Regions from separate parts of the Gossypium hirsutum genome. Here region 2 is linked to region 1. Evidence: chromatin contacts called from public Hi-C data. All regions are on one chromosome and are shown on one strand. Each heading gives the region's core, a stretch centred on a gene start, on an enhancer-like site or on the middle of the called end of the contact. The rest is flanking DNA. Distances are from core to core; before and after follow the strand shown.

The links. Hi-C and Micro-C count contacts between places; a contact is called where the count stands out from the background.
Region 2: a contact with region 1 is called in a Hi-C map of leaf, with 2.1 times the contacts expected there. The contact joins the promoter of LOC107952991 here to the enhancer-like site in region 1. A contact is called at or near these places in 3 of 34 Hi-C or Micro-C datasets (all in leaf).

Annotation. Positions count from the first base shown.
Region 1 is chrA01:13,946,097-13,951,172 of Gossypium_hirsutum_v2.1, reverse strand. It overlaps LOC107931524 (a long non-coding RNA gene), which reads left to right. Exons shown (of 6, transcript XR_005901180.1): 2 at 160-277; 3 at 2,263-2,797; 4 at 3,197-3,268; 5 at 3,382-3,453; 6 at 3,524-3,705. Among protein-coding and RNA genes, the nearest start is that of LOC107931524, 3.8 kb to the left of the region's middle. Within about 2 kb of position 2,657, at least 7 of the 9 cell types and tissues checked have an H3K27ac peak or open chromatin away from gene starts, as enhancers often do. A contact at or near this core is called in leaf, where this site is marked.
Region 2 is chrA01:14,076,007-14,081,082 of Gossypium_hirsutum_v2.1, reverse strand. LOC107952991 reads right to left here and starts at 2,470. Exons shown (of 11, transcript XM_041076651.1): 1 at 2,129-2,470; 2 at 1-1,462. The coding sequence starts at 2,291.

The sequences.
Region 1 (5,076 bases), core at 1,408-3,907:
TGTTCACTAAAGGAACAGATCGTATCTTTCCTGCTTGCTCATCACTGAATAAATTGTTGATATCTTCGACCTTCCAGTTAAATGTTTCTTTATGAATTAAGTCCGAAACTGTTGTGTAGTTTATGTTTATGTTTTGACACTCTATTCTTCCCTTTCCAGGTTTCGACAACAATGCGTCATTCCAGATGTTCACTAGTTCCCCATTCCCCATTCTCCATCTTATTCCTTTTTCCAAAAGGCTACGAGCTCCCCAATTGCTGTGCCAAGTAAATAAAGGGTAAGACCCCAACCTTGCACTCATAAAATCTCTTTGTGAGTAATATTTTGCTTTCATCACTTGTGCAACAATATTGTCTGGATTGGTAATTAGCTTTCACCCATGTTTTACCGAGAAGACTATATTAAATTTTGAAAAATCTCTAAACTCAATCCCACCTTGCATTTTTGGGGTGCACATATCCCTCCAACTACTTCAATGTATACCTCTGTTAGTTTTTTGATTTCGCCACCAAAATTTGCACATTATATTTTCTAACTCGTGGCATAAAGAGACTAGTAATAAGAAACATTGCATCGTATAAACCGGTAAAGCTTGAAAAATAGACTTAATAAAAATCTTTTCTCCACCCATTAATAAATTGCAAATACCCCTGCTTTTTATTTTCTATAAAAAAATTTCTTTTAATTCAACAAAAGCATTCTTTTTTCTTCTTCCAACTACTGTAGGCAAACCTAATTATTTTTCCAGATTATTTGCAATTTGAACCCCCAATATATTTCCTAATTGATTCTTATACCCATTATTCACGTTGCTACTAAAGAAAACTAGTGATTTATCAAAGTTCACTAATTGACATGATATGCTCTCATATTTGTCCACTAATGTCTTCATTGTCGTTACGCTTTTTACTGATGCCTCACCAAAAAGGATATTGTCATTTGCAAAAAGTAAGTGATTAATTGATATATTCCCTCTTCCTAATCTTATTCCCTCGATATTTTTATCCTTCTTAGAAATATTAACTTCGAGAAGCCTTCTGTGCAGATAATAAAAAGGAAGGACTTAGGGGGTCTCCTTGTCTTAGTCCTCTAGTGGCCTTAAAATTAGTACCTTGAACGTCATTTAGCACCACTAAATAGGACGTACTTTTTATACATCTCATAACCAGCGATATCCAGCCTTTACAAAAACCTAGAAAGCTCATCATATTTTCCACAAATTCCCATTCTACCTCATCATAGGTTTTGCTCATATCTAATTTTAGGGAAAATGCCCCTATCCTACCTTTTTTTTTTCCTTGTATACGAATGTAGAATTTCATAAGCCATTAGAATTTTGTCTGTTATTTTTCGTCCGAGTACAAATGTTCCTTGTGCTTCATCAATACAAATATTAAGAATTTTGTCTGTTTTTTCCTCTATCGTCCCCATTCATTTTAACTCTCACCTCCTTTGGTTCCTCTATCAACCATTGGCTCAACAATGGTTCTGCCCTTTTGGGTGGAGCTCTCAAAGTGATATCCCATCCAAACTCCATCTCTGTTGTCGCCATCGTTAATCAGATTGGGCAAAAGCTTTCTCTATACGTTAGCCCTCCATAAAGAAAACAAAATAACGATAGCTTCTTATACTGAAACGTCGCGTATGTAGATTTATCCTAGCCATACACAATACGTTTCTTCCTTTTTAGTGGGGATCGCACATCCAAACGTACTCGAACCCTCATGTATTTCTTGGGTCCTTTAGTTGTAAGCACCACATCATATTCTAGAAAAACCCTTATAAAATCCCCCAATTGTTTGGCCATACCTTTTGAAATGTATCCCTTAAGTAGATTATGGATTTGTACCCAAATGTTTGTACATAAAGGTGGAACTTAAATCGGAGCTTCCCTTATAACTAAACTGTGGAAAATTATTAAGTGTCTAAAAACCAATGTAAACCATCAACTACCCTTTTTATATCAATCTCATTATAGAACCGGAATAAGATTCTTTTGTCTTTAATTTCTGTAATTGTAACTCCTTCAATCGGGTGCCATAGTTCTGCTAACACATACTTCATAGACGGAAAGTGTACTGCACTTTCAATTAATACTCTCCTTACCAGACAGAAGTTGAACTCGTCTTCAACTTCATCTTCTTCTTGCCTATATGTTGAATCTTTTTCTTCATTAGCAAGATTTAAATTTGCTAATTCATCCTCCATTCTTTCTGTTTTGCGCCTTGCAAAATTAATTGTCGTTGTTTTTTCCTTGTCCAGATCCCTAAATTTATTAGAAAAGACAGAGGGAACCTCTCCAATGAATCAGTGATGATATGCAATTGGAGGAGGCTTACTATTGTGACTACTTTTTCTTCATAGAAACCCTAGGTTTTTGGCTAAAATGGAGACAAAATCTCCAACAAAACTGTGAGTACAGCAGAAAAAAAGAAAGAAAATAACGTGCTACTTTGGCAGACTCTTAACTTTTCTATTAAATTAGTTTATTTTTTTTGACGTAAATACTGAGAGATTTATTGGAAATAAAAAATAAAGAGTCAAATACAAAAAAACCAAACAAATGATAAAACTAATAAACCACCCTTAGCTGTAAAGCACTACAGAGAAAAAAAATAACTCTCGGCAAAACTTAGTGGGAAAGATGGAACGAAAAATCAATGCCCACTTCTATCTCAGTAGCAGATCAATAAAAACCCAAAAATTTCTCCAGCCAAAAACCCCATACAGAGCACCCTTCAAAACTGAGAAGCCATGCCCGCAAGATCTTTGGCCAAGTAAACTTCTGCCACTGCTGGTAAGTCCTCGACCTAGAAACTATCTTCCGAAATCAACATCCTCTCTTTTGCTAACATATGAACAACCGTGTTCGCTCATCTGTCAACATGCTGAAAGGAAATACACTAAAAAGAACTTACTTTTATCTTTATTTCTTTGATGTAAGTCCCCATGTCTGAAAAATCTGGAAGAACTTGGTTTATTTTAACAATCGTAGTTCTAGAATTACCCTCCATTTGTACATGAGTAAAACCCATATCCCTAGCGAAATCCAGAGCCTAAAGGCAGACTATAGCCTCAGCAGTGAACGAATCCGAGACAAACTTATTAAAAATGGTTCTGCATCCCATCACCTAACCCCTAGAATTTTTGATAATAAAACTAGAAGATGACCGATGAAGAGTTATTTTGAATGCAGCATCGAAATTTACCTTAACAAAAGGTTCTTGAGGAGGCATCCAAATGAGATTCATTTTGTTCACTGGAGCAGGTATTCTCTCTTTCAACTCACGCATCTCCTTTATAACACTGAAAGTAAGAAAGCAAATATCTTGGGCTGATTGTCGATTTCCCTCCATTGTACGTTTATTTCGGGCTTGCTAGAGTGCCCAGGCCGTGGTTGTAGCAATTTCACGAAAATCATGCCTTCTATCTTGAAAAACCAAGTTAAGCCAGGTACAAAAATCCATACTCTCATTGAAATTTGACCAGTCAACCCCCATTGATTGCCAAACATCTTTCGTAGGTCCACAAACCAGGAGAGTATGCATGAAATTCTCCGAGGCTTCACCACAGTTGGGGCAACTTGGGGAAGAGCTAATACGTCTATTGTATAGATTAACAGCAGTAGGAATATAATCTTTTGTAAATCACCAAACAATGATATGATCTTTAGGGGAAGATTTAATTCCCAAATTTTTTTGTAAACTCCTGATGAGTCAGTATTCATAGCGTCTTCAACCCGCGAACCAACAAGACAGCGATACCCATTATGAATCGTATACCTGTCGGAGTTATCAGCAAACCACACCATTCTATCTTCATAGTTGTAAATCGAAAGAAGAATGCAACAGATTGCAATAGCTTCCAAAGGGGTAAAACACCAACTAATTAAATCCACTTTCCAGGACTTAGTAGAATAATCAATAAGCTCTGACACTCTGTCAAACCCGTTGTTTGCAGAAGTAGCCTGAATTTTTCCCCCTGCCCAATGGGGTAACCAATAATCTTGCAAAACTGAGATTTGGGAACCTGATCCCACTTTCCAGCCCAAACCATTTTCTAAAACCTTTCTGGCCGCAAAAATACTCTTCCAAGTATACAACAGATTGGTGCCTAAAGTGGCATTCCAAAACGAGGTATGGGGATAGTACTTAGCTTTATAAATATGTCCCAATAAAGAATTCAGATTAGTAACTAACCTTCAACCTTGTTCGCTAAAAGGGCAATATTAAACTTGCCAAGATCCCTAAAACCCATACCACCACAATTTTTAGGGATACTGAGATTAGCCTAGTTACACCAGTGCATTCCATTTCGAGTTGAAATTTTTTGCCACCAAAACCTACTCATGATACTTTCAAGCTTTGTATACAATGTCTTAGGAAACAGGAAACACGACATCGAGTATGTAGGAATTGCTTGAAGGACCGCTTTAATAAAAACTACTTTTCCACCTTGGGAAAGAAGTTTAGCTTCCCAACTCTGAACTTTCATCCTCATCCTATCACAAATATGCTGAAACGCATCTTTCTTTTTCCTCCCAACCATCGTAGGGAGACCCAAATATCTCTCCATACATAGCGATCGCTGAACTCCTAACATCTGCACCAAACGACTACAAGAAATATCAGAGACATTTGAGCTGAAGAAAACCTGTGACTTATCAAGGTTTATCTTTTGCCCTGATGAGTTTCATAACGTTTCATAATATCCATCAAAACCCGCCCTCCTGTATCGTTTGCATCGCCAAAAATAATACTATCATCAGCAAAAAATAGATGAGTGACAGCAGGGCTCCCCCTACAAATTTTCACCCCTTTTAAGTTGCCCGTCTGAATGGCAGAGTCTAATAAAACTGAGAAGCCCTCCGTGCAAATCAAAAAAAGGTAGGGGCTTAAATGATCCCCTTGACGTAGTCCCCTTTGAGGGAAAAATTTCTCACTCGAGGACCCATTGAAATTGACAGTATAAGACACGTAGGAGATACAATACATGATCAAACTAATCCATTCCGACGCAAAACCCATATGCTTCATCATTCCTTCTAAAAAACCCCACTCCACTCTATTGTAAGAT
Region 2 (5,076 bases), core at 1,221-3,720, 130 kb before region 1:
GCCTTTATTCCACAACTTTCATCAGTGATATCACAAGGCTTAATCAACTCCTTAAGATCATGAGTAAGGCAGGCCACCTGCATTGATTTGCAAATGCCATCATCAGTGCTGCTGTCAGGATTGCTATCCAACTTTAAATGTTTATTCTCGAAGTTTTGCTGTTGGCTATGACTTCTGGATCTTTTCAATCTTCCTTGACAAACATTCTTTTCGTTACTTTGGGGATCATTTGCTTCCTTGGAACCACAACTTCGAGCCGAGATAGCAGAAGGCTTTATTGATTCCAGTAATTCATCAACAACATTGTGCTGACCATCACACTTTGCAACATCAGAAATTTTGCCAGCACATGAAAACCCATTAAGAGACTTGGGAGGTTGGGCAGAATGTCTAACTCTTTTGATGCTAACAGAGTGAATGCTTTTGCCTCTTTCCTTGCCCTGGCATTGACCTCTTTCTTCCTTTTCTACTATACAAGTTACAACATCAACTGGTTTGACAAATTGCAATAACTTATCAGCAGCATCATGCTGTAATCCTGATTTGTTAATGGATTCTGTAAGCACAGCACCATCCTGCTTTGCAACAGAAAAACTCTTGCCTGCACCTGGCGGACTATAATCAGATTTTGGAGGTTGAACAGAACTTCTTGACCTTGTGAGTCTACCAGAGTAGATATCTTCACCCTTTGCCTTGCTCTGGAGTTGACCTTCAGTTTTCACTCCTAAACTTCCAGCATGAACAGGTCCCACAAATTTTGATTCCAATAACTCTTGAAAAACACCAAGCTGTTGTCTTGATTCACTGATGGAGTCTGTAAGTACCACATCATCCTGCTTAGCAACAGAAGAAGTGTTTCCTGCACCTGAAAGCCCACTCATGGACTTTGAAGGTTGAACTGAACCTCTTGATCTAGTTACCCTACCAGAATAAACATTTTCACTCCTTCCCTTGCTCCTGCATTGCCCTCTCTCTACCTTTTCCACCTCATGAGTCACAACAATATCACTAGATCTAATCAATTCCAACTTATCCACAACATCTGACTGTAAAGAAGCAAATTCGGACCCTTTGTTTTGATTATTGGAAGAATTACCATTCTTCTCACAGCTTTCATTGTTTTTACATGCTTTTGCACTGTTTCGATGCTCCAAAGCCCGTTGCCTAGACTTAGATCTCTGGATTCTTGCCAGTGATGAACAATGATCAGGACAAACATCTGACATCATTCCATCTCTACAATCTTGAGGAGGAGAAGTAACACTAGGGTCCAGCTCATCAACTTTACCAGGAAGGCACTGATCTAAGCCTTCATTTGAAGCATCAATTCGGGAGCATAAAATATGGGGTAACTGAACGTTATCAGTTGTAACAACTGGCTGTTGATACAGAGAACAGTAAGGAATTGAAGCCTGTGAATGTGGAAGTAGGAGTCCTGAGATAAGATCTTCCTTATTCAACTCTGTAATTAAAAAGTAGACACTACCTTGTTTAAAAATCCAATAAATTAGCTGTTTACGGATCATAGACACAATTTAGAACACTTGCGATATTTAGTTACAAAATTGAAATGCAATCAAGAATTCTAAAGGAAAGGGCTTTTCTATCTTTCAAGAGGCAAATTTTCAATGGTTAATTCAAGTTTACGTACTTGAAAGTAGGGAAAAAAAAACTTTTTTCTCTTAAAAGAAGTTCAATACTTTGAAAAATTCCTGCAAACATTTTCTAGTAAAAAAAAAGAAATAAGCATTACAAACAAAACTATTAATGTAATTAAAAGGTAAACTCATGACATACTGATAACGTAGTATTTAGTGGAATTTTGCTTCTAATAGAAATTTAAAAAAGGAATATTAAGAAAAAATAAGGACGCCATTGTTAAAGAGCACTTCACATCGATTATGCGTAATAAGACTACATTTAAGAAAAGAAAAAAAAAACAGAAAGAACCAGAAAAAGAAGAAGAAATTCGACGATTCCAACGGAGAAAAATGAAATGTACGCATTAATTAGGAAACTGAGACCATATTATTTTAGATAATTTTGAAATAAAGTAAAAATGCACTTAAGTAAAATTTCAAGAAAAAGGAAAAATGAGAAACATAAAGCTGAAGAAAAAAGAGATTACTGGAAGTAGAAGAGGAGAGGAGCCAAGGAGGTGGAACAAAGCCATCGATGAGACACTTGGAGGCGAGTTGATGATCGAAGAAAAGGATTTGCTGCTTCACGTGGTCGATTATTCGATTCTTCCTCTCGAAGATCTGAACCAACACTTTCTCAATTGTCGACATTTCTCTTCTTCTTCTTCTTCAATAGCAACGAGTTTCAGTTTCCATTTACGGCGAACAAAATTAAAGAAAAAGAAAATGGAATTTTTTAATTGACTATGAGAGATCGAGAGAGATACAGACCAAAGGATGATGGATCCAAAGAAGGAAAGAAAGAAAGAGGAGATAAAGCGCGGTTCTAGAATTTGAAATTCAGAGGGTGAATCTGATAATTTCTTGACTGTTCGATGGCAAAATAGGTATTTAGCTATAACCGAACGACGTCGCTTGAGGGTAATCCACGTCAAGCAGGCTAGGTGATCATCAAAATATATATCCTCCGTATACCTCAATTAAACTATCACTAATTTTAAAATTTATTCCTTCAAACAAGTTTAACACAAGACAAAAATAATAAATACGCTAACAATATTAAATTGAAAATATAGTAAAAAAACAAATATTCATGATAAAAACTAAATTAAAATCATACATGTCGCTTATATATATATATAACAATTACAATACTAATGGTAACACAACATAATTTAATAGCGATAAAAAAATCACAAAATTGTTATATTATATCTCGAATTATATTTTAATTTTTTATTAAAAATAATAAATTAACTCATATATGTTAGTTAAGTGAGTAAAACAATCCATCTGTTAATATTTAGTGTTTATATATAATGTATAATAATAAATTTAGTATTTAACTTTTACATATTTATTCAATTTGACCCTCAACCTTTACACATATATAAGGTATTGTTATTTTTTTATTAAGGGTCAAATTGAATAAATGTGTAAAAATTGAAGGTAAATTTGTTATTATACCTTATATATAAGTATCAAATTTTAATAGAGAGTTATTTTACTCAATCATCTAACTTACAAGAGTTAATTTACTCATTTCTTGACTAAATGAGCTAAAATGTAATTCTATGGCATACATTTTATAATACTTTTACCAAGCAAAGTCAATAACTAATTGCAACATCAATCCTAAAGTTATCAACAACGGAAAAAAGATTGATTTATGATAAATGAATTGAAGACTTAAAAAAAGCAAATAGTAACGGGGTAGCAACAGGCTTAATCTGAAAGGAACAAAATGATAGTAGAAAAAATAGTATACAAGGTTTTGGGCTTTTGTCTTTTTTGTACTTAATTATTTGGCCCATAGATATATTATTAAAGGATAAATATTAAAATTATAAATGAACCTTAATATATTAAAGTTGATTTTGTGCAATTATACATATTAAACTTTGATTTGAGTTCAAATATATGTATAAACTTTTGATTTTAATTCAACTGTACACATTTAAAGAAATAAATACATAAATTTACTTTTATATTATAGATAAGTATGATTACTTGTGTATATAATATATGTAAATGTAAAATAGTATTATATCAATAATGATGCCAGTTATTTTTAAAAACTGAATCAAATCAAAATGTTAAGTATAACATTATAAATTGAACCAAAGTTCATGTCAGGGGCATAGTTAGGGGGCTGGCAAGGGCCTTGACGCCCTTAAAATGAAAAATTTTTCATTTAAGTCTTTTAAAAATTTTAATTAGTAAAAGTAAAATTACATTTTGGCCCTCAAAAAATGATAAAATTTTGATTTAATCTTTTAAAATTATAAAGATATAAGCTATTAAAATGATGAAATTACATTTTTAGCATCGTAAAAGTTACAATTTAATTTTGACCCCTCTAAATTTTTTTTTGACTTTACCCCTGATTCATGTGCAGTTTTAAAATTTATCCATATTATTAATTTCAGTTAATTACTTGTTTTTAAACTGAATTTATTTATAACCAAAATTTTATGATAAAATTAAATCCGATGGTGGGAAGATTAATTGAAGTAATTGAGATTAATTTGATTTTAATAGGAGTAGGCACGCCAGCCATTAGACCTAACCTTTAATTATCTGAATCAAAAGGCAAAAGGTGATGAACTAATAAACTTGAAAAGGACCTGACTCGGCCAAGGGAAATTAATGGACTCCTGAAATTAGTAATAATAAAAATCATCATCATATACCATAAGTAGTTATTAATAAATACAGAGAAATCTTTTAATAAATAAAAACAAAAATTTTGAACCGTTATTTTTTTAACAAAATTTTATTCAATACTGCTTATATCAAATGGTTCATGATTAAGTCTAATCTTTATAGTAGGGAATATTTCATTTAAATCGTTAGTGAAAACATAAGCTTGTAGAAAGTATTCTAAAAAAGTTTTTTGAAATTCAACCAAATACTCTTCATATGTAGACATATATTGTATAATATCAATTCTGGTTCTCAAACTCTCGTTTTTTGTACACTGAATCGCTTCCCCATTATTTCAGACACTATTTAACTCAAAATAGTTAAAATTTTGTTCTTATTATTCAGTTATTTAAATTTTTATATAATTATTTTTGTCAAAATTTAGTTACTCTTTTTTGTGATACCAGCAGATCCTATTCTGGGAGTCGTTTAAAGGTGCAGTCGCTCAAGATCCAAGGCTGAAAGGGATTCAAAATATTATTTCTCAATTGTTAAGGGGGCCAAATAAACATTTCTTTTAACTTTTAAAGGCGAAGAAATTTTTTTTACCAACTTTTAATGGGTCAAAAAAGTTTTTTTTAGCTTTTAAGGGGCCCAAAATTTTTTTACCGACTTTTAAAAGACCTAAAAAAATTTTCTTCAACTTTTAAAGAACCTAAAATCTCATTTTATTATTTTACCTAAGACCTTAAAAATATCAAAAGCAAGCTTGGATACTTAAAGATAATTT